Linked DNA regions of Mus musculus: all the other regions are linked to region 4. The links are chromatin contacts, called in public HiChIP or PLAC-seq, Micro-C and promoter capture Hi-C maps. All regions are on one chromosome and are shown on one strand. The core of a region is the stretch at or near the end of the contact, and the rest is flanking DNA. Distances in the headings are between cores, read along the strand shown.

Region 1 (2,700 bases), core at 24-2,523, 290 kb before region 4:
ACATTCCAAAATAGTAATTATAGAATGAATTGGGCATAATTTCCAGAGTATAAATTGGCTCGTGCAGCAATATTTTTCCCACAAATATAACAGAATGAAATTTATGAAAGACCAATATAAAACTTCCAAATAAATCTGGCCATGTTTAATTTGACAAAACAAAAACAAAGACAAAAAAAAACAAGAAACCTGCTCATGTTAGCATATTTAAGGACATCAGTAGCTAGAAGCAGTTTTCAGAACTAACACTTAACAAAACTCACATGGTACTTTGAAATTAACAAAACTACAAAGAAATCTCACAATCCATACCTTTCTTTTCTTCCTTTTATTTAAAATATGTTACTACTACATGTTTATTTACTGTGCATGTGGGGATGGAGGAGGGTTGCCTAGAGGAGTTGGTTCTTTCCTTCCACCCCATGTGTCCCCATGTGTCCCCATGATCAAACTCAGGTCTTCAGGCTTAGCAACAAGTAGCCTTATATCCTGAGCAATGTCACAGACACCACAATCCACACTCTTGGGGGAAAACTCATTATAATTTAAATATATTTCTCTTACAACTAGTTCTCATCCAATAAAGAATTAGAAGAATTTCTGCAGTGTTTACAATATCCATAAAATTCATCTCCCTGCATGCAAACTTTTACTCAATAGAATTAAATCCAGACCAAAAAATCAGTGAGACTATGGAGGCGATAGTTGGATGAACACAGAACAGGGAGGAGGCAAAGATGGTTGGAACCAGTGATAAGTAGTTACATGAAACTCATATAAGTTTCTAGACATAATTATACACCAACCCAGGTGTCACAGGATCAGGAAAAATAGCAGGATCCAGATAGTTGGATAAATCTGTTGTTTTTGATGTTTTATCAGTGCTGAAGGTCTAGCCCAGGGCCATATTCACACTAAATAAGCTCTGCTGCATTCCAGCCTTGCTATTCATTTGCTTTTAGTAACAGGCTGAGACCCACACAACTTGGAAAGAAAGGGCATTATTAATTCTTTACATTTAAACCATAGTGTCAAGTATCAGGCTTTCATACTTCTTGCAGAGATCTCTTAAAATGAATTGTATTTCAGCTTGACCTTGAGATCGAAAATGGTAGATTGGGTTCAAGCATCTAGATGAAGCAGGAGAGGTTCATTTGTCTCATAAGCCAGCAGGGTTTGCTAATGTTTCTGGTCCACAGAATATGCATCAGGCCAAGCTAAGATGCTGATTTAGTTGGTCTGGGTGATCTTGAACATCTGTTCTTTTTAGAACCTGCTGAATAAGCTAAAATGTAGTCTAATTTCAGAAAAACTGGAGTCTACCACCATCTTTATGATGGATCCTTTCTCTACAGCTGCTGTTTGAATAGTCCTTCAGGATAAAGGAATAATGTAACTGTGGAATCGTTGATTGCTGCCCGATATAAGGGGGGAGAGGAGGTTGTGCCTCCTTCTACAAGCTTTTGGTGGTGTCTGAATAATATATAACATCCTTATCTCTTTGGACATCACACACACAGAAAAGTCAACTCAGTTCAAGGCAATAACAAACACACTGACCGTTCTGTGAAGAGTGGTCCAGAGATTCAATATATTGGCCTTACCTAGGAACTTCGCAAGAAATGCAACATTTTAGTTTCCCCCAAACTCACTGACTTAAAATTTATATTTTAATAAGATTTTAAAGATGATTTGGGGGCTCATTAAAACTGGAAAAGTGCAGCTTTAATGACACTCTCTTGTGTTTCTCCTAAGTTTTTGATCAAAGGGAGGTGTTAGTACAGTATCCATAGCACTTAAGAAAATTAACACGAGCATCTGGCCAGAAGGAGTTAGCAGAATACAGGGAGCCATTGCATCCTTTCCTGTTTGGTATAGACAAAGCAAAGCAAGGATCTCCTGTGGAGCAGCCCGGATTCTCCAAGGTGAGCAGCTGCTTCCTGTGCTCTGTGGTGATGCAATGGTGAGACACTCCCTAGGACAACTCCCTGCACCTCGGACTCACCCAAACATACCCATCGTTCTCTTCTGAGTCGTACTTAATGACCTCTAGTTTTAAAGATTTATTTTAATCTTATGTGTATATGTGTTTTCTTTGCATGTGTGTCTACACAACACTGTAGTGCCAGAGCAGACCAGAAGATTGTGTCAGGTTCTCTGCAAATGGAACTCAGGATGGCTCTCTGAGAACCCAACTGGGTCCCCTGGAAGAGAAACAAGTGCTGCACCATCTCTCCAGGCACTGATCTTTATTTATTTATTTTTTTTTGTTAATAGTTTCAAACGATGAGTTATTTAATGTGATCAATAAAGAATTCACTAGCTAAGAGTAACGGACTGTCCAACTGATAACCTTTCCGTATGACTGCCTCTCTGCAACCTGACTCTCCTTCAACTCCTGTGAGGTCAACTCTTCCAGATAGCACTCATGAATGAACCTGGCTCATTGTCTTTCTTTGTCTTCTTCCTCTTAGCACAACAATGTCCCATTTCAGAGGTGTCACACAGGCAGTACTGGATCCTTTTTAAGGCTGAGAACTATTCTGTCATACACCTGGAGCACATTTTCTTCACCTACCAACGGAATAAATGAACACTACAATTGTTTCCATTTCTTAGATATGGTGACTAGTGCTGCAATGAACGTGGGAGAGAAGATGCCCCATCAACATCCTGATGGATTTATTTTGACAATATACC
Region 2 (2,700 bases), core at 95-2,594, 350 kb before region 4:
AAGAAGAAAAATTACAGCAAGAAAAAAAATTAAAATTGCAGGAGAAATGACAAAGTATGACATGTCCTGCCACCTGCCCTGGGAAAGTCTGTGAAGGTCTGTGTAGTGAGCAGCCTGTATCCGAGGCTTCACCTGCCCATCTTCACAGCAAATCTGCCACCAACCATAATACATATAACGATTTACATCCAATTTAACTATAGGAAAATTTTTTCTAGGTCAGAACCTAAAGGGCATCTATTCTTGGATTGGGATGACTGTATTGTAACTGCCCTTTAACATGTGGAGCTGGGTGAGCCTTAGCTGGAAGGTACTGATTTTTTGTGAATTACGCCCTGAGCATAACAAAATTGTCTTTCCTCAAAAACATGTTCCAACTAATGAATATTCTCTGACTTTTTTATATTATTTTCTTCATCATTATAACTGAAACATATTTCAATTGTAAGCAGTTTCAATAATAACTTTATTAAAATTTCACCCATATAAACATAATTTCTATGTTAAATGGAATGCCATTTGCATGCGTTTTGACATATACTTCTGACTTTTCTTTCCCAGCAGTCATTAGAACTACTCAGTGACATATTTAAGTGCAGATATGGATGTATTCACTGTATTATAGTACATTTTTAATTAATGACAGTATAATAAAATCATGTCTCATCTATATAACAAATTAGGATAATTTAAATGATAATTGGACAATCTACCCTCCTTTAAAATGGTTGGAAATAAATTCTGGATGGACATACTCATTTTTTACAAAAGTTACAGTTCTAATAAATTCATTCTGGAAAATAAATGCTCTAGTGTACATAGCAAAAGAAGGGACTTAAGGATGTGCAGGGAGACACCGACCTTGCTGTTTGCATGGGTCATTTCTGAAAATCAGAAAGCCAGGGGAGAAACTCCCTCAGCACACTCCACACACTGGTTCGAGGAAGCTGTGCATTCCTCTGCTGAGTACCCCACGAACCCCAGAAACGACTCACTCAGCTTTGGATCCCTGTCTACATCCATCATGTGGGCAACTCACTTTTTTCTATACTTTTGCCTAAACATACTTCAAATACCTCTTCCACAGAGAAACAAAGATGCAGCTGATTTATCAGCAGTACAACCAAGAAAACTGATATCTTTCTGTATCGAATACCAGTTGTTGCCTCTAACAGAAGGAAAGCTGAGGGGAGAGGGAGCTCGTCTGTCTGATGGAAACACGGAAACACGACTGCCTTGGCTACAACTTCAACTCTACAAAGTTCATTGTGTGCTGTGGAAGGCTCCTCTATGCTTTGATGTAACTTTGGGCAGGGGGCGGGGGGGGGGCGGGGAATCAATCAGTCACTGTAAGGAGACAGCCTCCTGCATACCAGCCCTGCTGTGGGGGTCACATAGTCGCTCTGAAGCACTAGAAGGGCAAAATTTGTAGCCCCGAGGAATTCCCAGCCTGGGTAGCTATAAAACTAAACACAGAGTTTTTATAAGCCTGTTGTCCAGGAGCAGTGCTGTGACCATTCATATCCACTAACGATGTCTCTCAAAGATCACATTCCAAGTTATTCCCTTGTTCGATCCTCCCATGTTTCCTCCTTTCTCCCTGCAGTCCTGCTGCCCCCAAGCACATGTCTATTTACTGTCTCTTCTTCCCCTTCTTTCTATCTCACATCTATCTTCACATTCCAGTATATTTTGAAAAAATTAAAAAAAACTGAAGGGAAATAGAGTTTTTGGGTTTTAATTTTGTTTTTAAATGCTAATTTATTCTCATTCATGTTTTCCCAATTCCACAACTGGCTTCATGGTGATCTATGTCTATTTAATGAGATGCTTGAGTCAGTTCATATAACTTTACCATATTTAGCATCCAGAAATATGCCTGCTAAAAGCTGACAAAGAATGTAATATTTATAGCTGACATGATAAACAAAGACAAGAACAAGGAAAGCTCTAGCAAGCCCCTGGGAAGTCGGGGAGATTAGCATGAAATGCAGGTGGCATGAGACACAGGTCAGGAAGCAACTGCATCCCCTATAGCTGCTTAGCAACCAGAAGGTGCAGCTGACCTAGCTTTTAATGGGTAAGATCAGGTGGTGCCTGGAGACTTAGTAGCTGATAAGGCAGAGTTATTGAGGAGCTGGTAAACTCAACAGCTAAAAAGAATCCCATAGATCATTTTTCCTTTAAATGTTCATTCTGCTTTATTAAGATAGAAATACTCTAAAATGCAGACACCATGACCTTGGTTCATAAAACAGAACATTGACACATAAGACTCTAATTTTAGACCAACAATAGAAAATAAAATTTCAATGTCCCAATAGTGACTAGACGTTTTCTTTCATACTTTACCTTTCGCATCATGCTTTGGGTATTATGAAACATAGCCCAATAGACCAGATTTCTGTATTTAACTCATTATTTTTTTATGTATCTTTATATATTTTTTCCATTTCTAGCTTTCTAGAAAATTTTCATATTTTGAAGGAACTTTGGAATAAAAATTATACTACGAAGTGTTTATGCTTTAAAACAACTTACAGATATTGTGGCGCAGTGGCTAATACTACATGCTGCTCCTTCACAGGACCCAAGCTCAACTCCTCATGTCAACATCAGGTGGCTATGCCCACCTGTAACTCCTGGTCCCATGGAGAATCAGACATCCACCTCAGCCTTTGTGGGCACTTACACATCTAT
Region 3 (2,700 bases), core at 68-2,567, 330 kb before region 4:
AAATAAGGCTGGGAAATGTAGCTGCCCTGTGCTTAGGAAACAAAGGGCAAAGCTTGAACACAGGCAGAGCTACTGTTACCATATCTGCTACACTGGGGGCTGTTGGACTCATTTTGTCTATGGTCTTGTGTCTGGAATGAGGTTGACATTGCTCATAGGATACTCTCTAGTTGCCAGGCTGGCATGACTCTGACAGAGAACCTGCCTACTTCATCATTCTGGCACGGATTCAATTTTAAATGCAATCCACAGTTTTTAGTTCTTACTCCAGTTGATATCTTTCCATGTGCCAGCATACCCCTTCTTGCTTTTTCATTGTAAGTAGGCTCCAGGCGCCCCACCCCAGGGTCTAAGAGTCTAACCTAAGTGATCCCAGACAACTTCATACCATTATGTATGGTTCTTTGAATCCAGCATGCTGCCAGTCCTCTATGCTTTTGATAGTTTTCCTCTCTATCCGGATTTAGCTCCAGCATCCCTTCAACAGATCAGTGGCTGTCCTCTCCCCCTGAGAAGACTGGCATACAGCTAGTAGAAATATAGGGCTCACCGCCTAGAATTAGATGTCCTATTAACTCATATGTAAGCCCTGTAAGGATCGCAAAGCCTGGGACAGTGTTGTATTTTTCTATACGAACAAATAATAAATAAATAATAGTAAAGACGATATAGAAACATTTTATGGTATTTTGTATGAGTGAATGAATATGACTAAAGTATGTGGTACCCAAGGATCAAGTCACCAGGAATTCTGGACTTTAAAACACTGATATAACAAGAAGAATGTCATATCACAATGAAAGTGTCATAACTGTGAGCATATTAGGACCATAATTTCTCATTTTCTACCAAGCCCTGGGATTATTGACCTAAACGAACAACTCAGCATTCCTAATTTAGCTAAATATAGGTATCTGGCACTCAGTAAAATAACTGACTCAGACTTTAGACATTATCTCTATGGTTAACAGAGAAAATGTTTTTGCTAGACATGTCTGTCCTTCTGAAATGGTCATCCACACCCTTTCACTGCCATGAGAGGACTTATCTATGTGTTATTATGTTGGGATTGGCCATGGCACTCAATTCTCCCTAGTCAGGACCAGAGAGTACAGAGGTCTGCCCTAAAACTATGACTGGCATTTGACCAATAAAATCAAGCTAGTTGATGTGGCAGAAGGTTGAAGCAGGCAGGCATTGCTGAATGTGCCTTTGCAATGTATGCTCAGGTTGTCACCAGGAGAAAGCATGGCCTTATGGGAGATTTTAGGGGATTCCTTACACAGAGCTGCCTGAGCCAGCCTGTCCAGCTAATAAGCACCCAGAGCGGATGTAATCAGAGAGGAAGCATTTTCAGCTGAGCTGCCGAACTTCCAGATGTCTGTTATGTACCAAATGTTCATGCACATGGCTTATATGAATTTTTCCTTGTACTGTGTCTCCTTCAAGACACATGCCCAACTAGATAGTAAGTGGTTTCTGAATGAGGCCATGTACTTTGAACCAATTCCAGCTACAGAGAATAGATACCAACAAGGAAGTTCAAATGAGCCATTCATGGAGGTAGTTAATGAACTAGCACACCTCAGTTTGGATAACTGTATAAGGGAGAAGCCTTACACACAGTAACAGAAGTTCACAGAGCTGAAGTGATGGGAGGGAGGCTGCAAGGAGAGGAAAGAGAGGTAAGCCATTAGGGTAGAAATTGCTAACACTCGTATGCAACCTGAGTATATTTAGTGCCATAATTAGAAATGCAATCTACAGTAATGGTGTCTCCATGCTAACAGTTATTAGTTTAATAAAACTGCTGGTATGATAATGTAGATGCTATTGCTGAAACAGCTCCCTAATTGAAGGGCTCTTACTACAGTCACTTTAAAACAGACACATAAATAAGTGGAGACAGTTGAAAGTACACAGAGCTTCCTTTAGGGCTGAACCTATGAAGAACTCTACTTCTCCTCACCTTAATACCTTAGACCTAGACTTTAACAGTTTCCAGTTTTATTTTCTCTTTCAGAACACATTAACATAGAGTCTAAACACCACTTAGCTTTGTATCTTGCTTTGGAAGTGGGATCTGCTGACCCCAACTTGGGTCCTTAATGGAAACTCAGTCCAAACCTGAAGGCGAGTATCATTCTTAACGGGATCGGAGGATGATTGGAAGAAGAGTTTGAGAAGCACTGGGTTTCCATATAGAGGAATTTATCCATGCACAAAGTAAAAATGTATATTTATAATATACAATATATGAAATATACATTGTAATTCACAAAATATGGTTTTATATTTTAGTTATGGTTTTCTTGGTTAGGGGAAAAATGACACCATGATACTAGACAATGTTTTACTACCTGGAACAGATTGTTGTTTAGGGACAGAGCTTTCTGCTTTATTATGATGACCTTTTTTCTTTTTAATGGTTTTTTAAAATGTTCTTTGACTCTGGAAGCCTTTGATATGTTTTATAAATCAAACATCTCCATTGGCAATATTCTGGGGGCCGTCCTCATGTCCTCATCTGGTTGATTTGAGGTGTAACAGTCGTCTTTCTGGAGGCAGTTCATGATAGCAGCTGGCAGAAAGGAAACAGGAATCATGCAATCTTTAGTGGGAACGGACCATTCTGCATTTTAGCACCTTCCGTACACGTCTTGATCCTGAATTGTCCCATCTATTCCAACTCTTGCTGAG
Region 4 (2,700 bases), core at 126-2,625:
CCATTGGATGACACCCAGGAAGCCACATCGATAGGGTAATGTGCATTCCATTGGAGGTTTCTGTCAGAAGCCTTCAAGTGTTCTGAAGGTAACTAGGGTGGAGGGAAGGGAGAGGTCATAGGAAGTCCTGGAGCCGGCCAGGATCTCTCCTATACAGCAACGGGTGCAAGTAAACCGGAGGGTGAAGTTGTGGGTCTATTTCAAAGTGAAGACCTAAGCAAGCTTGTTTTTCAAAACCTGGCCCTGTCTCTAAGTCCATCCTGCGCTCCTCGGCCCCAACAGCTACTAGTTTGCTCACCAATCCGTTTCTGGTGTGCACCAACAGCCCTTTCTAAGGCCCCTCACTCTGCAGTCAGGCGCTAAAGTTTGGCATCAACGACCACCTGTCGGCTGTACTGCTGTGTCCTCTGCTGCTTGGCCAGCATTTTAAAAAAATGCTCAAGGGTTAGCAGTAACTGCAAGGTTTGGGACCTGGATAGTAGCTAGTACTTCTTGAAAGAGGGCAAAGGAGGTAATAGGATGCCTTAGCTAGCTGAGGTGGTGGGGGATGCATCTAGTACTCTCCAGCGCTATCCAGCTGCTTCTAACTTCATGCTCTTTTCAAACTCTCAGGACCTGTCACTGGGTAAAACATGTCCCTTCGGTTCCACTGGCCCCAAAGACTTAAGTCCCTCAGGAGGTGCTGGCCAGACCCAGCAAAGATGTCAACTCTAAACCCCCTAGGAGGAGGAGAGCGCGCGGAAAGCTGCCACCCTCTACCACCCACCCAGGCATCTGGCAACCTGTGCGCCCTAGGCTGCCCGCTCCCGCTCCAGCGCCCCATTGCATAACGCGCCCCTCGCCCCACCCCCACGCAGCCCGCCCTAGGGTGCCCGGTCCGCACCCCACTGCGCCGCCCCTCACTTACATCATCCCACTTGACGAATTTGGTGCCCTTCTTGAGGCTGTCGGACACGCACACGGGCTTGAGTTGCAAGGCGTGCACTCCGGGCTGAGCCCCAGCCATCTGGGCTCATCGGGGCTCCGGGCGGCCCGGGCGAGCGCAGTGGAGACGGGACGCGGAGCTCCGGGCGCGAGCGGGCTTGGCTCTCGATTCACCAGGCTCTGGGCTTCGCTGCCCGCCGGCCTCCGGCCTCTTGGCCTCCGCACCTCTGGCCCGCGCCGCTTAGTAAGCGGGACGACACGCGAGGGTACAGCAGCCTGCCATGCCCCGGGCGGGACGCAGGATCTGGAGCCCGCGGTGACTGTAGAGCCTCGGGAGACGCGGAGGAGCAGAGCCGGGCAGTGCGAGTCGCCCGCCGCTGGATCCTGCTCGGCCGCCGCCTGGAAGCGCACCATTCAGCACATCCTCTGTGCACAGAGGGAGCGCGCGAGTGACACGCTCCGGTCCCCTCCTCCCTCCGCTCCTCCCGCCCCTGCTCCGCCACCCTCGCTCGCGGTCCTCCTCCCCCAGCTCCCTGCCCAACTTTGCGCGCTGGGTCAGCAACGGGAAGCGGGGACGCAGCGGCACCTCCCGGCTCCCGGGCCCCACTGCAGCCGACGCCTGCGCCGCACACCCTCTGAGCATGCCCGGTGCCCCTAGCCAAGGCTGGCGTTTGGGGGGCTTTCTGGGAAAGATATGGTTAGTGGTTAATCAGATCCTAACCAGTATGTAAAGAAGAACATTGAGGCAGAACGGGGAGAGAGCCCTAGGCTTTCTTTCTCTCTGGTGCTTTCCGGCCTTTTCAAAGAAAGGGTTCTTATTTTGTATAGAGAAGCACTTGAGAGGTTTAGCTCAAGAACTCCAGAGAAAACTTGTCCTGCCAGAAAGTTTGAAGCCTATAACCTAGATGGCCCACAAACAGTGTTTAGGAAATAAAAAGCTCGGGGAGGGGGGCAGCAAAGCTTTTATTCCTTAGAAAGATGAAAGGAGTGGGGCCCAGGGCCTGGGACAGGGTGGGAGTCATATAGAATCATAGGTATAGGGATGTCATCTTCACTCACAAGGTTCATACTGTCGAGTGTTTTAGAGGTTGTAGAGCATCTAGAATCTCCGTCCATCACAAAGGTGGAGGGTGGGGTATAAAGTGGCAAGTATACTTCAGAAAATAACCACTAATAAAGTTAAAGATTTGTGTATCACACAATCCAAAACTTCTGCTCCTAGATGTTTGCTCAAGAGAAAGGAAACCATACCCAAAGGAAACTTGTCCAGCAATGGTAAAGGCAACTGAAACTTGTAAACGTCAAACAATAGGTGACTAAAAAAACAAAGTTTAGTTAAGTTTCTAAGTTCCCCAAACTATTCCATGATGAGAAGGGACAGAGACTCCAGAACATATCCATGATCACACAAAGTTTAAGCCAAACAAGAGCGTGCAACAAGATGCCCTCTGCAGGGTCTGTAGAAATAATCCAGGTATTCTGTGGTGACAGAAAGTAGATCGAACAGGTACCTGTGGCCAGTAGCGAGCAAAATTTGGCATCAAGGGGAACCTTTGAGAATGATGGGAAGATTCTGTACCGGCGTATTTACATTTGACAAACCTTGTACGACTAGACACATAAAATGAGTGAATTTTATTCTAATAAACACTGCCCTAAAGGTTGGTTTTGGAAAAGAAGAAGCAGTATGAAGAAGAGACTCCAGTAAAATGGTTTTAGACGGTCAAGGCACTTGCCAGCAAGCCTAATGGCCAGAGTTTCATCCTCAAACTCCAC
Region 5 (2,700 bases), core at 67-2,566, 380 kb before region 4:
GTGTTTCCTATAAACGTGACAAAGACAAAGCAAGTGAGACACTCAGTGTAATGATAAGGTGTCGCCCATGTGTGTGTTGGAGGATATGGCATGTGCTCTTATCATAAATGTTACAGCAGCGATTTGGGTGTCAGGGCTTCATCAGAAGCATCTGAAAAGGTTTCAGCTGGAGAATAGACTATAATTTCCATGTCTGCCCCAAATAATCAGCCACTGACAGGCTAGAAATTCTTAGCAGTAAAGATTGAGCCAATTTTCTCTATTTCATAAAAGCACATTATTTTCACAAAGAAACTTTTAAATGATGTTAGGCTGGATTGAAGTCGCATGAAAGAGACACTGAGTCACGGGAATGGTTTTTAAATGGAAAGAAGTTTAATAAGTGACTGTGAGTGCTGAACAGTGTGCTGGTGTGACAGTGATTGGTGTGTTGGACAGCCTACCTCTGAAAAGATCTGCTGGATAATAATTAAAGCACGTAGGTTACTCTCAGCATTGGAAAATTCTTTCCAAGCTAATTCAGATCAGTATGTAAGCTCTTAGCTACTGACCAGTGCCATGCCTTGCCGGCCTTCATATTCCCTGCCTTGATGGTTGTAAACCTACACCCTGCGACTGTGATCAAGGCCACCAAATTTTCTTCTATAAGTTCTCTTGGTCATAGCATCTCTTTCACAGCATTAGAACATTAACTAAGGCACCAAGTCACTGGGGACTTAATCTACGGCCTTGGGTGTACAAGGTAAGCGCTGCTTACAGAATTCCCTTCCCAGTCCTTTTTACTTCTGCAAGGTCTGAAGTTCGTGTTGAACTCAGCAAAGACAGGACTTGAACTTTTCAATCCTCTTGCCTCGGCTTCTTGAGTAGCTGAGATGACAGACCTGTGCCATTGTGCCTAGTGGTGGTAAATGTATACTCACAACACTATGGCCAGTACTTCGACTCCTTGTTTATTACTTAAAAGAGATGAAATATAGCCATTTAATGACTTGTCCATAATACCTTTTTCATATTAATCTCAAATTGGAAATAACTGAAAGCTCCACAAACTGGTAAAGTGATAAGTAAATTATAGCATATTAAGAGCTGCATGTAGCAGTGAGTTGCTGATATCCAAGCTATCAATGATTCTCAGTATTATAATGTTTACAGCAATAGTTTTTCAACTGCCCTAATGTTACAATCCTTTAATACACTTTCTCATGTTGTAGTGATCTGACCATGAAATTATTTTTCTTGTTGTTTCACAACTGTAATTTTGCTGCTGTTATGATTCATAATATAAATACCTCTGTTTCCCAATGGTCTTGGACAATCCATGCGAAAAGGTCATTTGATCCCCAAAGGAGACCATAACCCACAGGTTGAGAACCACTGGTTTAAAGAAATAGACACAACGGATATTCTAATATATGATCCCACTTATATTAAGCTTAAGTAAAGGGAAAATATGCTATGGTAGTTGGAAACAGGTTGGTGGTTAGCTGGAAACTGCATGGGGATTGATAAGAAAATAATACAGAGGCAACTTTCTGGACAGATTAAATGTATATATCATAATCTGAGTGCTGATCTTGTGTTCCCAGAAAGCTGTATAATTGCAAGGAAGAATATACTTAATATTTGTATTATCTGGGGTTTGGGGATGTAGTCTGTGGCAGGGCATCTGCCTAGCATGTACTGAACCCCTTGGCTCAAGCTGAAGCTGAGCCCACTCTTTAAAGCTCCCCTAAAAGCATTGAATATTCTGTGGTGAGCTGCTTCTTGGAGATAACAGGTGATTTTATGATGGCCCCTGATAGGAATGGTGTTTTGGAATCATTTACTTTGATCTTTTCTGACTTCATTGTTGATTCTTTTCCCATACCTCAAATACTGTCAATAGTCATATCAGTAAGAATAAAGACTTAAAGCATTAAAATCTTCTGGGAGGTGTATGGGTGGAAATATATGAACCACAAGAAAAAGTCATCTTTCTGTCCTTAGAAGATAATGGTTGTTGAAGAATTGAGTAGTCAATAGAACTGAAAACCAAATTTTTGTGTACCAAATGCTCGTGGCATCTTAGGAAATGATTCCATTCTGTACTGGAGCTGTGCCGGCAAATCTAAACGGTGAGAAAAAAATCTTTCAAAGGCCTGCATTACAACAGCAGAAACCAAAACAAAACTGTGAAATTGCCTGCTTCACACGTGTAAGAGTGTGTCTTTTGAATATCATGATTATTTTGTCCTGAGAAAGTATAAAACACATGCAGATTATAAAGGCACTGTGACCGACAACTGACTTGCCTGTGGAACTCAGTTTGCAATTTTAGGTAACAAAATCCAACTGATAAAAATTCAGCCCAGTTTTTTATGGAGTTATGGGTATGAAGTATACAGTTTTCAGTTATTGTCAGATGTATCAAGGACACATCCTAGCAACAGATATCACTCGAACATGTAGTCAATGTGTATTTCCCAGGCTTATCCTCAGTTCCAAATATGTCCTACAGGTGATTAATATGTAACTATAAAATCAAACAACTCAAGAGGATGTAAGTTTAAGGTAAGCTTAAGTACAATAAATGAAGCTGTATCAACTCAGTTATATAATATTGTAAAATGGTAACTTAGCAAAACAAAAATTTATGTGTGATTTTTGGTAAAATACAGGTACTAATATTTTATGAAATTCCATTCAATTTAATTATTTTCA

Evidence for each region. Promoter capture Hi-C pulls out the DNA fragments that hold promoters and counts their contacts. Hi-C and Micro-C count contacts between places; a contact is called where the count stands out from the background. HiChIP or PLAC-seq counts read pairs in DNA pulled down with a chosen protein or histone mark.
Region 1: an H3K4me3 HiChIP or PLAC-seq map of embryonic stem cells shows a contact between it and region 4, with 10 read pairs. The contact joins the enhancer-like site here to the promoter of Plcb1 in region 4. A contact is called at or near these places in 9 of 39 promoter capture datasets (the 3T3-L1 cell line, 3T3-L1-derived adipocytes, cranial neural crest and 5 more), 1 of 15 datasets of contacts at CTCF or cohesin (the NIH/3T3 cell line), 4 of 484 Hi-C or Micro-C datasets (3T3-L1-derived adipocytes, the AML12 cell line, beige adipocytes and 1 more), 14 of 115 datasets of contacts at active chromatin or transcription factors (SST interneurons, bone marrow-derived dendritic cells, bone marrow-derived macrophages and 10 more) and 3 of 9 other capture datasets (adipose tissue, liver and pancreatic islet).
Region 2: a contact with region 4 is called in an H3K4me3 HiChIP or PLAC-seq map of neural tube, with 6 times the contacts expected there. The contact joins the enhancer-like site here to the promoter of Plcb1 in region 4. A contact is called at or near these places in 10 of 39 promoter capture datasets (the 3T3-L1 cell line, 3T3-L1-derived adipocytes, the C10 cell line and 6 more), 1 of 15 datasets of contacts at CTCF or cohesin (the NIH/3T3 cell line), 4 of 484 Hi-C or Micro-C datasets (cerebral cortex, cortical neurons and neural progenitor cells), 11 of 115 datasets of contacts at active chromatin or transcription factors (SST interneurons, craniofacial prominence, embryonic basal ganglia and 7 more) and 3 of 9 other capture datasets (adipose tissue, liver and pancreatic islet).
Region 3: a contact with region 4 is called in a promoter capture Hi-C map of second pharyngeal arch cranial neural crest, with 5 times the contacts expected there. The contact joins the enhancer-like site here to the promoter of Plcb1 in region 4. A contact is called at or near these places in 15 of 39 promoter capture datasets (the 3T3-L1 cell line, 3T3-L1-derived adipocytes, the C10 cell line and 8 more), 1 of 15 datasets of contacts at CTCF or cohesin (the NIH/3T3 cell line), 22 of 484 Hi-C or Micro-C datasets (the C2C12 cell line, ECoMG-derived neutrophils, cerebellum and 13 more), 11 of 115 datasets of contacts at active chromatin or transcription factors (SST interneurons, VIP interneurons, craniofacial prominence and 8 more) and 2 of 9 other capture datasets (adipose tissue and liver).
Region 5: a contact with region 4 is called in a Micro-C map of brown adipocytes, with 3 times the contacts expected there. The contact joins the enhancer-like site here to the promoter of Plcb1 in region 4. A contact is called at or near these places in 13 of 39 promoter capture datasets (the 3T3-L1 cell line, 3T3-L1-derived adipocytes, cranial neural crest and 8 more), 4 of 484 Hi-C or Micro-C datasets (3T3-L1-derived adipocytes, brown adipocytes, nephron progenitors and 1 more), 6 of 115 datasets of contacts at active chromatin or transcription factors (SST interneurons, VIP interneurons, embryonic forebrain and 3 more) and 3 of 9 other capture datasets (adipose tissue, liver and macrophages).

The regions. Positions count from the first base shown.
Region 1 is chr2:135,072,449-135,075,148 of GRCm38.p6, reverse strand. The region is part of intron 3 of Plcb1 (phospholipase C, beta 1); the gene reads right to left. Among named protein-coding and RNA genes, the nearest start is that of 4930545L23Rik, 140 kb to the left of the region's middle. Within about 2 kb of position 1,273, at least 4 of the 459 cell types and tissues checked have an H3K27ac peak or open chromatin away from gene starts, as enhancers often do. A contact at or near this core is called in embryonic stem cells, where this site is marked.
Region 2 is chr2:135,139,440-135,142,139 of GRCm38.p6, reverse strand. The region is part of intron 3 of Plcb1 (phospholipase C, beta 1); the gene reads right to left. Among named protein-coding and RNA genes, the nearest start is that of 4930545L23Rik, 75 kb to the left of the region's middle. Within about 2 kb of position 1,344, at least 18 of the 459 cell types and tissues checked have an H3K27ac peak or open chromatin away from gene starts, as enhancers often do. A contact at or near this core is called in SST interneurons, craniofacial prominence, embryonic limb bud and 1 more, where this site is marked.
Region 3 is chr2:135,111,293-135,113,992 of GRCm38.p6, reverse strand. The region is part of intron 3 of Plcb1 (phospholipase C, beta 1); the gene reads right to left. Among named protein-coding and RNA genes, the nearest start is that of 4930545L23Rik, 100 kb to the left of the region's middle. Within about 2 kb of position 1,317, at least 3 of the 459 cell types and tissues checked have an H3K27ac peak or open chromatin away from gene starts, as enhancers often do. A contact at or near this core is called in SST interneurons and second pharyngeal arch cranial neural crest, where this site is marked.
Region 4 is chr2:134,784,839-134,787,538 of GRCm38.p6, reverse strand. It overlaps Plcb1 (phospholipase C, beta 1), which reads right to left and starts at 1,375. Exons shown (of 32, transcript NM_001145830.1): 1 at 908-1,375. The coding sequence starts at 1,006.
Region 5 is chr2:135,163,112-135,165,811 of GRCm38.p6, reverse strand. All of the region lies in intron 3 of Plcb1 (phospholipase C, beta 1), which reads right to left. Among named protein-coding and RNA genes, the nearest start is that of 4930545L23Rik, 51 kb to the left of the region's middle. Within about 2 kb of position 1,316, at least 2 of the 459 cell types and tissues checked have an H3K27ac peak or open chromatin away from gene starts, as enhancers often do. A contact at or near this core is called in brown adipocytes, where this site is marked.